3 separate regions of the Rattus norvegicus genome follow, and all the other regions are linked to region 3. The links are chromatin contacts, called in public Hi-C maps. All regions are on one chromosome and are shown on one strand. The core of a region is the stretch at or near the end of the contact, and the rest is flanking DNA. Distances in the headings are between cores, read along the strand shown.

What was found. A called contact is a pair of places that touch in the nucleus more often than the background predicts.
Region 1: a contact with region 3 is called in a Hi-C map of frontal cortex, with 2.3 times the contacts expected there. The contact joins two enhancer-like sites. A contact is called at or near these places in 3 of 12 Hi-C or Micro-C datasets (Schwann cells, frontal cortex and kidney).
Region 2: a Hi-C map of prefrontal cortex shows a contact between it and region 3, with 3 times the contacts expected there. The contact joins two enhancer-like sites. A contact is called at or near these places in 2 of 12 Hi-C or Micro-C datasets (frontal cortex and prefrontal cortex).

The regions. Positions count from the first base shown.
Region 1 is chr5:138,761,079-138,764,968 of GRCr8, forward strand. It overlaps a transcript of Hivep3 not described here. Among named protein-coding and RNA genes, the nearest start is that of RGD1563049, 9.6 kb to the left of the region's middle. Within about 2 kb of position 2,278, at least 7 of the 93 cell types and tissues checked have an H3K27ac peak or open chromatin away from gene starts, as enhancers often do.
Region 2 is chr5:138,780,665-138,784,682 of GRCr8, forward strand. It overlaps a transcript of Hivep3 not described here. Among named protein-coding and RNA genes, the nearest start is that of RGD1563049, 29 kb to the left of the region's middle. Within about 2 kb of position 1,632, at least 7 of the 93 cell types and tissues checked have an H3K27ac peak or open chromatin away from gene starts, as enhancers often do.
Region 3 is chr5:138,696,294-138,700,556 of GRCr8, forward strand. It overlaps a transcript of Hivep3 not described here. Among named protein-coding and RNA genes, the nearest start is that of RGD1563049, 55 kb to the right of the region's middle. Within about 2 kb of position 1,993, at least 38 of the 93 cell types and tissues checked have an H3K27ac peak or open chromatin away from gene starts, as enhancers often do.

The sequences.
Region 1 (3,890 bases), core at 1,028-3,527, 65 kb after region 3:
TCCATTCTTCCTGGTCCTTAGCTTATAGCCACATCACCGTCTCTTTGGTCACAGGCTTTCTTTTTATATGTATTTGTATGTGTGACTTCTTCTTAATTACAAGGGCTCAGTCATGTTGGACTAGGACTAACTCCTCTCCAGGGTCACCTTAACTTAATCAATTATATCTGCAAAGCCCCTGTTTTCAAATAAGGTCACAGTCTGGGTTCTGGGTGGGTGTGGCCTTAAGGCACCTTCCAATCTGGTGTAGGCTCTTTGGGAACAAGCGTTAAAGCTGGGAATGGTGGCCGCCGATGCAGAGATGAAAACAGAGCCAACAGACAGCTTGCCCAGGGCTGCACTCTGGATCTTCTGTGGTGACAGAAGCCTCCTGTACTGGCACCACTGGGGATGTGGCCGCTGTGACTGAAACACTGGGGTTTACATTGAATTTAGATTGTGTTGATCTACAATCGGTCTACCCCCTTTTCTGTAACGGTCCCTAAGCCTGAGGGGGAGGGATATGATGCAGACGTCCCAGTGAGGGATGAACGCTCCACAGCCTCACACTCTCTGCATCTTGAACGGTTGTGAGTCTCTGTAAGGAATCACCACCTACGACAAAGAGAAAGCCTGTCTGAGGAGGGTTCAGAGCTACACTAACTTATGGGTAGAAAGAGAAGTATTTAGGGTACAGCTTAATATTGTGTCCATCTAACTGAGTAAAGGTAGTAAGTGGTCCACAGGGGCCTAATGACCTCCCAGTGTGGGTTCTTGGCCCTATTAACAGCACCAGACATGAATTCCATCTTATGGAGCAAGTCTTAAATCCAACCTGAAAGCAGTTGGTTGCTCCCAAAACACTTGTGTCATCATTTTACCAACGGGCTGGGTGTTACTGTAGCTCAGAGGGTTCACAGCTATTTTTTTAAAGATTTATTTATTTACTTTATGTGTATGAATACACTGTTGCTGTCTTCAGACACACCAGAAGAGGGCATGGAATCCCATTACAGATGGTTGTGAGCCACCATGTGGTTGCTGAGAATTGAACTCAGCACCTGTGGAAGAGTAGTCACTGCTCTTCACTGCTGAGCCATCTCTCCAGTCCAGGTTCACAGCTATTTTAGATTGCTAATGATTCCCCCATGTCTACCCCAGCACCTTCTGGCATGATCTAGTGGGGAGGAAGCATCCCAGACAGTAGCAGTTTGATATAACTCAAATATATGGTGTACTAGTGTGTTCTGAGAGTAGTTGGAGCGGGGGAGTAGATGGTGGATTTCATCAATATATATATTCATATATAAAATTCTCAGAGAGAGAGAGAGAGAGAGAGAGAGAGAGAGAGAGAGAGAGAGAGAGAGAGAAAGATTGAGATTACATTGACCATAGCTAGTGGCCACTAAGGCAGAGCATCATCGTGGACCCTCTTGAGAATAGAACAGGAACAAAGTCGGGGCACGTGTACTTTAGAAATCTGACAAAGCCATTCATTTGCACCAAGGCTAGGCACTGGGCATTTATGAAGCTCAGCAAGGTAGAGGTAACCCTTCCTGGGATCTGGGAAACAAGTTAGCCACGTATCCCCACCCCTTCCTCCCAGGTTCTGCCCCCGGTGGTACCTGTTAAGTCAGGGCTCTGGATAGGTTGCATCCACTCTGAGTGTCCATATGTCTAGCATGCTCATACTCAGGCACTGGACTCCATAGTGCCAACCTCTGGGACTTTCCTATGGGAAACTTATGCAGGAGTTGCCATGAGAACACAGGAGTGACCCACTGTCATCTGCCGGATCAGAGGCTTCTCAAAGGACCTGGTGCTTAAACTGAAAGCAGTTTGTGCTGCAGGATCCCATGCCTGCTTAGTAAAGTTGTGTGCGGTGAGCATCTACCGAGAACATTCATTTATGCTTTGATACACAGAACCAGTCGGAGACTGCTTTGCGTTGGGACCTTGAGCAAAAGAGGTCAAAGGCTTCGTAATGGGCTCCACTTTGCCCTCTGTGGACCCTGAAGCTCATGGTGAGGAACCCACGGGCCAAGTGTGGCACCCTTGTGGGCACCAAGAAATGGAGGCTCAGAGAGGTAGTGAAACTTGACAATGTCACACAGCAAGTGATTGGATGGATGTAGTTATAAGCAGATTGCCGAGGATCCATTCCTGGACCCTCCAAAATCCTTGACACTCTTTTTGAGAAAAGGTAGTTTCAATTTTGCCTTAGCTAAAGTTGCTGTGAGCAGACACTGTTTTTTTTTTCTCCTCTGGGATTAGACACTGCTCTTGCTTCCAGTTCCATCTGGGATGGTGTTTTGTTGGGTTGGTGTTTTTGTTTTATGGACTGGCTGAGACGTGTAGGTGGATCCTCAAAAGGCAACAGCCATTTATGTTACATTTACATCATTTTGGCCAAATGTTCCACAGAAACAACTTAAAGGGAACAAAGATTTCTTTTGTCTTTTCAGTCCATCATGGAGGAGGCTGGGTGGAATGGCTCCTTCTATAAGTGATGGTGGTAGATGTCGTAGAAGCCCAGAGAATGGGGAGAGGGAGAGTCCTTGGCCTTCAAAGATCCACCCCTAGTGACCTGCTTCCACCATTTCCCTATTCCTACAGTAAGCTCTCCAACCTTTAAGTTTGTATTAGAGTCTGGGCACAGCACATCCAGTCTGCTGCCCGAGAGAGATACTGGCCTTTTCCTGCCCCCACCAGGATGTAAACTCCTAAGCTGTGCTGCATAGCACTGTATCCCTGGCTCCAAGCACCCTGCAGTGCAAGCTCTTCAATATTTTGGAATGAGTAAATGGGATTCTGTGCACACATCCCCAGCAGGAAGCTGGGAGCTGAGAGTGAACTTGTGCTGGATAGGTTTTGTCAAATTGACACAAACTGAAGGTGCAGGGAAGAGGGAACCTCAACTGAGGAGTTAGACTGGCCTGCGAGCACGTCCGTGGGGACACTTTCTTGATTAATGCCTGCTGTGGAAGGGCCCAGCTACTGTAGGTTGTGCCATCCCTGGGCAGGTGGTCCTGGGTTATATAAAAACTATAAATAGAAGGCAGACGGAGAAAGCCCTGGAGAGCAAGCCAGTAAGCAGCATGGCTTCACTTATGCATGTGTTCCTGCCCTGACTCCCCTCATGATGGTCTGTGAGTACGTGTATAAGCCAAGCAATCCTTTCCTCTCCAAGTGGCTTTCAGATCATGGTGCTTATCACAGGAGCAGAAAGCAAGCCAGTACAGGCCCCCTCCCACCCAGCTGCTTCTACCATTAGCCAGCTGGGTGACCCCTCTGAGCTCCTGTTTCCTCATCGGCAGAATGAGGTGGCTGAGTATAACGACCATTAGGAACTTGGACAGCTCCAGCATTCCATCATTCCTCCTGTTACTTATCTTGGCTTTCCAGAATATTTCCCAATAGCTGACAGTGTGGGCTCACAGATGACATTTCATAGTTCAATCGGAGTTTGAGAAACTTCTGTGGAAAACCATGCACTCTAGGGTCAATGGACACCATCAAAGCTGCCAGGCCTCCTTCACATGTCCTGTCCTGTAAAGAGAGAAAGAATGAACGTTGGTAAAAGTCACCCAAGGCAAAGGGGCCAGATCTCTGTCCTCATCCTGGGCAGGGCACTGGGTGCTGGGAGAAGGGGAGGAGGTCTCTGAGTACATATGCCTCCCCCACAGCCCTCACCAGGGCCCCAAGAAAGTGCTGTCAGGACTCTTCTTGAAGATGTTAAGGGTGTCTTTATTTTAATTTTGTTTGCCTCATCTGAAAATGCTGATTTCCAGACATGGGCAGAAATGAATCAGGCGGATTTCCCATGTTGATGTTTACAGGACTTTGATGTGGGGCATGGGGGGGGCACAGTAGATAGTGACAATCAAACATATCCACGTAGATATTCCAGT
Region 2 (4,018 bases), core at 382-2,881, 84 kb after region 3:
TAACCAGGTTCTCTTGAAGTTCTGCACTTGAGCTTGCTCATGTGAGCCGGTGCTGGCCTGGCGTGTTCTGCTGAGTGCTGGCTAAGGGGTGCTCTCTCTTTTTGGCCTCTGCAGTTGGCTTTCCAAAGCCTCAGAGGCATGACATATTGAGGCTTGGATTTCATACACAACCAAAAACAAAAAGAAAAAGAAAAAGAAAAAAAAGAAAAGGAGCCAGTCTTCCTGACTCTTATGTCTTCTGGGGATCTCCCTCAGGCAGCAGAATTAGTGTGCAAGGTCAAGAACTCCAGAATGTTGAGAAATAAAATATTGTTCACTGGAGAGCACACTGGGTGTGGCATTGAGGAACAGACATTTTGGAGAACTCCAGGCAAGGGTAGCTGTGGGTAGCTGAAGGGAGGCACTGGAGCCCTAGGTGAGAAAGCTCAGGCCACCAAGGCTGGAGGAAACTATTCGCCTCTACTGCATGACCCCATACTGTGCCTATAGGCAGCACTGTCACTCACTGAGGGGTCCTTGCTGTAGGACCTCCACCCTGTTCATGCAGTCCTGGTGTTCAAATCTGGGGCTGAGGCCTGGAGTCCAGAAGGAAATGCTTCATGTTGTGGAATAGAGATTGTGTATGGAGTTCTCTACTTGATGCTGTTTTAATGGTCTCTCATGATTATCAGAGACCACTGGCCCTGTGATATGAAGGCTTCTGCTATGGTTCTTAAAAATATATGTTTTGCTGTCTACACCTTCAGGTTCTATATATATTGTTTCAGCCATCTACAAATCTAAAATGTTTTAAAAACAATTGTGAGGTATCTGGATTGAATATGTTCTGTCTTTTCTCTAGTCATTACTCCTTAGCCAGACTATATACATATACATCACACATACACATGATATACATGCACACACATAGACACATATATGCACAATAGACATATATATACACACATATACATATGTATGCACCCATATATGCATATATATGCACACATATATAGTTGCACATGTAATATATAGTGGGTGACTGCATAACATTTACATTGTGTTGCATACTAATCTGGAGATGATTTAAAGTATATTGTGGAGAGGTACATAGGTTATACGCAAGTACTGTACCATTTTATATATGGTACTTGAGACTTCTCCTGTGCTGGTGTAGGAACCCTCGAACAAATCCCCTGTGGATACTGAAGGATGTCTGTATAGACAGCAGCCAAGAGGAGGTTTCCACAGTGGCCTCTGCTCACCAGAGTCTTGGGAGAGAAGTAGCACCTCATTCCCTGTTAGTGATTGGGAGAGAGTGCATGGGGCTCATGGGCTCTCCAGTCTCCTCTATGCCTCTGTATCTTGTTCCATGTGTTTGAGAAGAGGACCAGCTGGTGGAGATTGCCTGGAGTCTCTGTTTTCCAGCTGCCTTACCAGAAATGCTTCCATAGCATCAGGAAGACAAGCCACGCTTGACAGAGTCCCCCATACGAGCCAGGTGGAGGGAGTTCTGTATTAGAGTTTGGATTACCGGATGCAAAGCTTCTTATAGTTTTACCAGGCATAAAAAACAGAGCCTCAGTGCCTGTCCTCATCTCTAAAGTGAAAGGTTTGGCTCGGAGCCTGGAGACAGCTGCTCGGAGACTCTCAGAGGCCTCAGAGTATTTGTGGCCATGATTAAGTTCACTTAGGGCCAGGAAACTACTCCACTCTAAGTGGCTCTAGGGCCACTGGGCCCCTGCATCATCCCATAGGCTGTATCTGGGGAGCAGAAACCCAGCACAGCCTTGCTCATCTGTGTCTCCAAGGGAAGTGTGTTCCCATTCTGCAAGTGGGGAGCTATTAGACTGCTGGATTCTCAAACAAATGGCCAATCTGAGGTCCCCTCTCCACGGCCTGCTGATCAGTCTTGTCTTGATACTTGCTAATTTCCTTTCCTAGGCAAACTTGTCACCACCACTCCGAAAATAAGGTGTCCAGATGGGAACACAATGCGGATTGGATCCACTTGTTACAGCGTAAGGCTGCTGGTTAGTCAGAATTCACATGTCTCCTCTGACAGCCTCATGCTGGGTTGATTTCTAGACTGTGGCTTTCTGTGAAACACCTGCCCATTTTCAGTCTTTGCAGAATTTGACCTTTGTGCTCCTTTGTGGGTGAAGGGCCGGTACAAAGGGAAGGAGTGCTTCCCCCACCCCCCAACCCCCGCAGGAGGAACTGGGCAGCCCCATGGACTTGTGAACTGCTATTCTAAGCAATAAACAGTTTAGTGACTGGGCTTGTTTGTTCAGCTTTTTTGAATGGCCGATGGCCATGGCCACCCTTCTTTATAATGTATGCACTTAGGGGTTTCTCTGGGTCTCTTAATGCGTGTCCTCAAAGCATGTCTAGCTCTAACTGAAGTGATAAGGAGCCATCTCTGTGGGTACAGTGGCTTCTACTGCATGAATTTGAACTTCTTTTAGGAATTTATTTTAGCTCCCCCCACCACAAAAGACTCACTTATTTCTTTATTTTTACCTCCCAACTTCTATTTCTTATCTCCTCCTGGCATCTTGCCATTCCCCAGCAGCCACAGCATATCATGAGGGGGCGCTTCTTTGGAGGGGCCTGAACTGTGTGCACTGTAGGTTTGCTGTATCGGACTGGCTGCCGGGGTGAGTCACAGACCTCTTTGTGTGCACACCCTTCTACTCCCCTTAGTCTAGCATCTCCTTTGTTATCGTGAGAATGGGGTAATGACAGCACAGCCTTGCAGAGAGACGATCTGTAACGAGACAGATGCATCCGAAGTCCTGAAAATAAAGCAAAGTGAGTTTTAAAAATATACACTATTGTTATGCTATGCTATGGGCTGAGGTGGTGAGGATAGCCCAGTCACTGCTCAACTCTTTTCCTAAACAAAGTAAACAAACAAACAAACAAACAAACAAACAGAAAGCACAGATCTTGGAGTTCACAATGATATGTGTTCTTCAGGGGAGGCCAGCAGGGGCCACTGTCCCCACCATGAGGAAGACAGTCCAGATGACTGGCTGGCAGTGCTCCAGTTGGCCAGACCCTGCAGCAGCTCAGGACTCAGGCAAGTGGGAGAGAGATAAACAAATCAATAACCAGCTGCAGAGCCCTCTAAGGGCTGAAAAAGGTCATTCAGGACATTTGGCGTTGATAGGCAGGGACTGGGAAGGAGACATGGACAAGGTGTAGGGCAGGCAGGATCCCAGATGAAGATCCAGTAACTTCAAAAGCTACATGGCTGTTCAGACAATCCACAACCCATATGCCACGGAGGCTAACTGGCCTCTCAGAAAGACTTATGGGGATGGAAAGTGACAACAGAATCTTTTTAAATGGCACAAATGGTTCAATGGTGAGCCGTTTTTAAAGGATACAACCATATAGGTGGACTCTGAATAATCTGTTCTTGTCTTGCCCTGGACAAGAATGAGTGTCAGCACCCTGGAGAGCTCCACGGGGGTTCCAAAAAGCTGGGGCAAGCAACTTGCTAAGCCTCTTGCTGGAGCTGGCAGGCTGGCATGGTGCCAGTCCACACCCAAGGGGCCACTGATTGCAAAGAATAGTGTGCTCCTCTTAGATGGAGACTCCAGGGAGGGGTGGTGGTGGACTGGGAGCAAGGATTCCAGGACAGGCATTTGGTGCCTGTCTCCCCTCTAGTTAGGAGTCCTAAAATAAGCTGTAGGCCCTGACACTTAAGTGCTGTGGGCATTTGCTTTCTTCTACAGAACGGATAGCTCATTGTTTACACTCGGTGTGATGTAGTTGTTGGGACGAGCAATCCCGAGGGCTAGCTCCAGATCCTGCTCAGGAGCCAAAGACCACTGCTGCTCTTCCGGACCCACGTGCATGTGGGTCTCTCCAATTACCCAACCTATCAAGCTCTTGTGGGTGGCTGGGAGACTGGCTGTGAAGCGTAGGGTGAGACCTGGCTGTGAAATGCCTGTGACTGGCTTTTGGTCCTGAACACTGGAGCCGGAATGAGTTAGCCCGGTTATGGTGTGGGGAGATGCACCCACAT
Region 3 (4,263 bases), core at 743-3,242:
TGTGTGGCTGGTGACATTTCCGGCTGCCAGTACCCAACCAATCAGTGACAGATTCAGCTAGCTAGGATGATGACACATGAAATATGCTAATTTTCTCTAAAGAATCTGGGAGTGGAGAGGTGGGGAGAGTAGTTTTGGCTGGGAGGGTGAGGCAGACAGGGCTAGGTAAGAGAGAGCCAGGCATGGGTTTCAGTGGTCTGCCTGGCAGGACCAGGAGAGGGAATGAGAGTCAGGGCTAGAACCAGAGGGACCTGTCCTGGAGTGGCCCTAGGAACACAGTGGTGGAGGGGCCTGCTGATGGCCAGGAACAAGGGGGGCAGGTAGCAGGGCCGGGATGAAGTTCTGGGGCTCTTGGGTAGAAGACACGGTCTTTCTTTCAAACAGGAGTAAAGTTCCTTTTTGTTTTTCTCAGTGGTACCTCTTTAAAAACTAAACCAAAACTGGAATGGATGCCATCTGGGTAGCTGAAGTAGTTGGCATGTGCATTCTAGGCTGGAGTGGGCTGTTGTTCAACCTCCATGCTCCAAAACCCCCCAAAAGTTAAAAACAGAGCAGCAATGAAACCTTGCTAACAAAACATTGAAGAGGAGCCAATCAGAAGAGTCAAACAGCGAAGGCCAGGTGTCAGTCTCAATTCCCGATGCAAGCAGAAGGAAACCTGTCCTATGACGGATCTGAGACTGATTCTCACGGTGGCTCAGAAATGCTGCCTGAACCGTCCTTTGGTTCCCTGAGACTTCAGGGGAGGGCATGCAGGGCACCTGGGAGAAAGCTGGGGGTGGAGGGTGGGGTTCAGCAGAGACCTCACTGCCTCCAGTCACCTGGCCCTTCTGGCCCCTCAGGAGCAATAAGGGACCCCAGAGGAGTGACCCTTGTTTTGAGAAGTCTGCTGAAAGTCTAACCCATTGAACATGAATGTTTAGAAGTGTTCGCATGCAGTGCTACTCATCAGTGGGAAGCCCATCACGAAATAGACATGTGTGCTTTGCTTATATCCTGTATTGCCTATGTTTCTCCCACCAAGTAATGTATTATCCACATGCGCAGATATATGAAAGTCAATGAACACTGTCACTACCTGAAATTTTGCCCTGCGTGGCAATAGGCCTGGTGCTTTCTTCCAATATTCCCAGCCATGCTATTCAAGTGATAATTGGTGTACTGTATCTTTAAAAGGTTAAAACCCCTTTTAAAAAAAAGATCTGGACTCCTAGTGGAAAAGACAAGCTGGGCATGGGTTGGCTCTGGATTCGGAAAGCAGCTGCTGATTAGATTCTGTGTCTGCGGGCTGAATTTATTCCGTGTTTCCAGCAGGAATTCAAGAGGGATGCTTCTGTTTGGGTTTCTGATCGTGATTTATATTTATTCAGAGGAATAACAGAGGGTGGATCTGTTCCCGGCGTGAGCATGCTCACCACCAGCTGACTCTCCCATTATCCCCCTGCCTAGTTTGGTGCTTCAGTGTACATGAGTATTCCGTGTGCATATGTGTGTATACAAATACGCATGCACGCCTGGATGGACAGACGTACGCACAGGTTATTTCTTAAGAACAATTCCTTCAATAAGGTCTTTACCCCTTACTTGAAACAGGTGTTTATGAAAAAAAATGCACTATATCCCGACTGACCGGAATAATTGAAGAAGGGTGCTGGATCCGTGGGTCAGAGAACACACAGGACCAGCTTGCTACCCCAAGGCTGAAGGTAGGGGACTCTGGGGTTTTTATTCCGCGGACGGATTCCTTGTGCTTTATTTTTCCCTGATTGTGTTTTCTCCCGCGGCCGCCACCGGGAAGTGCCTGCCACAGTGCTGGGATTCCATTTTGTCGCTGCCTTTCTCACACCAGGTGTCTGGGTGGCGGTGGCGGGGCTGGCAGGGTGGCCACCGTGTGCGCGGTGGGCTGCGAGCTCGGCCTGGCTTGGGGAGCGCGAACCTCAAGTGACCCCCGCGCGTCAATCACTCGCAGCGGCGGCTGGGCTGTAACCCTGTGCGTGCCGCGCGCCCCCGCGATCGCTCAGCTGCGTTGCGCTGCAGACCTGGCTCCTGGGCCAGGCTGCTGCTCTAGGAAGGGTCAGGCTCCAGAGATGTCTGTTGCTGCTTGGTAGAAGGATCATATTGGTCTGATGCTGGGTGCCAGCATTGAAGGGAGAAATTTTTCCCCCTGCTCACAGTCCTGCCATCCCCTGAAGACAATTCCAAGGTGGGGGTGGTGGTGGTGGGGGGAGGAGGATCACACCTTTTCAGTCCTCTTCCCAAAGCACACTACACCACACCAAACCCGAACTCCAACTGAGGTGGGAGTGGGGTTGGGGTAATGTCTTATCCTGTCACTAATAAAGCAGGTACCCCTTCCTAGATGCCCCACATTTCATCATATTTTAAAATGGGAACACTGCTGGTGACGAATGGTCCCTGGGGAGGTGATGGACATCCAGACTGGTGGCTGGGACAGAAGTGGTGGAGTAGAGGAACTTGGAGACCTATTTGGACATCCTTGAAGCTGGCTGGTTTGGTTTTACTGCTTGTCAAGGTCAGGACCCTGTCTGTGGCTTGACCTGCCCTTGAACCTGACAATGTTTGTACAAGAGCCTGCTGGCTTGGAGAAGTGGTACCCTGAGGTTCTCTTCTTGCTTTGCATCTTGAAAGTTCTGGCAGCCTTTGGTTTTGCTAGGCAGAGGCCAGGTGCCCCGGAGATATCAGGCATTCTGTGACGTTTTGACCCAGGCCTGCCTTCTGTTGTTGGGGTGGGGAAGGAGAACAAGGCATTTGTTGAATTAACCTCTACAGAAGTGTTCTCCAACCCATGTTTATGTAGTTATGTAATCACAACTAATGATCAGACCCTGTGCCCAACTAGCATCAGCCTTCCTGCACTAAAGTTGGTTACTTCTGTTGTTTATAATATCTTTATGTAATTATGTGAGGGATGATGACAGGAAGCATGTAGGGACCAGGACAAATCCTTTGAACAACTTGAGGGTCAAGAATACAGGCAAAGAGCAGGATTATTGCTTGAGGACAGAGGTCTCAGAATTGGGTTGGTGTTGATCTGAAACTTTCCCCCGACTTCTGCCCAGGTGATACTTGTCTGAACTTTCTGCTGTAGTCTTACCCCTCTCTGTTTGTGGAGAAGGATATAGCCACCTCTGCAGGGCCCTCAGATTCCTAACTCAAAAGGATAAAAGGACACTGGGTCTAGGTGGCCACTTAGGTACCTCTAGAGGAAGAGCCAGAGAGAAGTCTGTCTCGTCACCTGTGCCAGTCTTTCTCTGGGCTGGGATGCCCTGTGGATGGGGTGGAAAGAGACCCTTGTTGATGATTGACATCTGCTGCTTGAAGTGGAGACTTGCAGGAGCTGGATGTCCTTTCCATCCTTGCGTTGTAATGTTAGGGGCTTTGCAAGGTAGGATAGCTGTCCTGTGAGGAGCTCTGCAGGCAGGAGAGCTTAACTCTCCCTCCCATCCAGCTCAGTAAAGTACCCACAGTCCACAGAGCTCTTAACACAGACTCTGGTCATATTCCTTACCTACTCCTCCTGGGGCTGGTAGGTAGGTTTGCTAAATTGGTGACTAAATCTGGCCTCCTAAGGCTAAAATTATTTTCTGGCCCTCAATACCCTGGTATAGCAGTTGGCTGGTAGGGGTGGGGGCCTGGGGGCATTGTTGCTTTAAGAGCTAACTACTACTGTGTGCTCTGTAGATCAAGATGTGCTCAATTGGCACTATTGTCAAGATATCTCCGCCCACTGTATTACAGCAGTGGCCACCCTCCTCAGAGTGCAGAAGTGTAAGCTGCTCTTGGACCCCTGCCAAATGAGCCAGCGAGGCACTTAGTGTGTGAAAGGTTCAGGCAAGAGGAGATACATTTAGTCTAAAGACCTGGCAGATCCCAAGATCTGATTTAATGGAAGATAACATTAAGAAAGCTGTGTGACAACTAGATAGCTTTCAACCTGTCTTTCTTCCTGCTCAGCAAGTTCCTTGGTGTTTTTCAGGGATTCATTCATTCATTCATCCCTCCCCTTAGGCCCTGACAGGCTGGTTTTCAGACTGTTACCCCAGGAGGAGTCAGGGCACATTTTGCCACTCCCTAACTGTACCGAGACAGGCAGGGCAGGAAACCCAGCTGCCCGAGTGAGCAGAATTGCTCTTCGTCCGTAAAGCTGGTGGAAGGATGGTTTGAGGAGAGGACGAGATGGATGAGAAAGGTCCAGGTGCTCTGCAGCTGGCGGGCTCTGACTGCACAGTCGTGAAGAGCAAA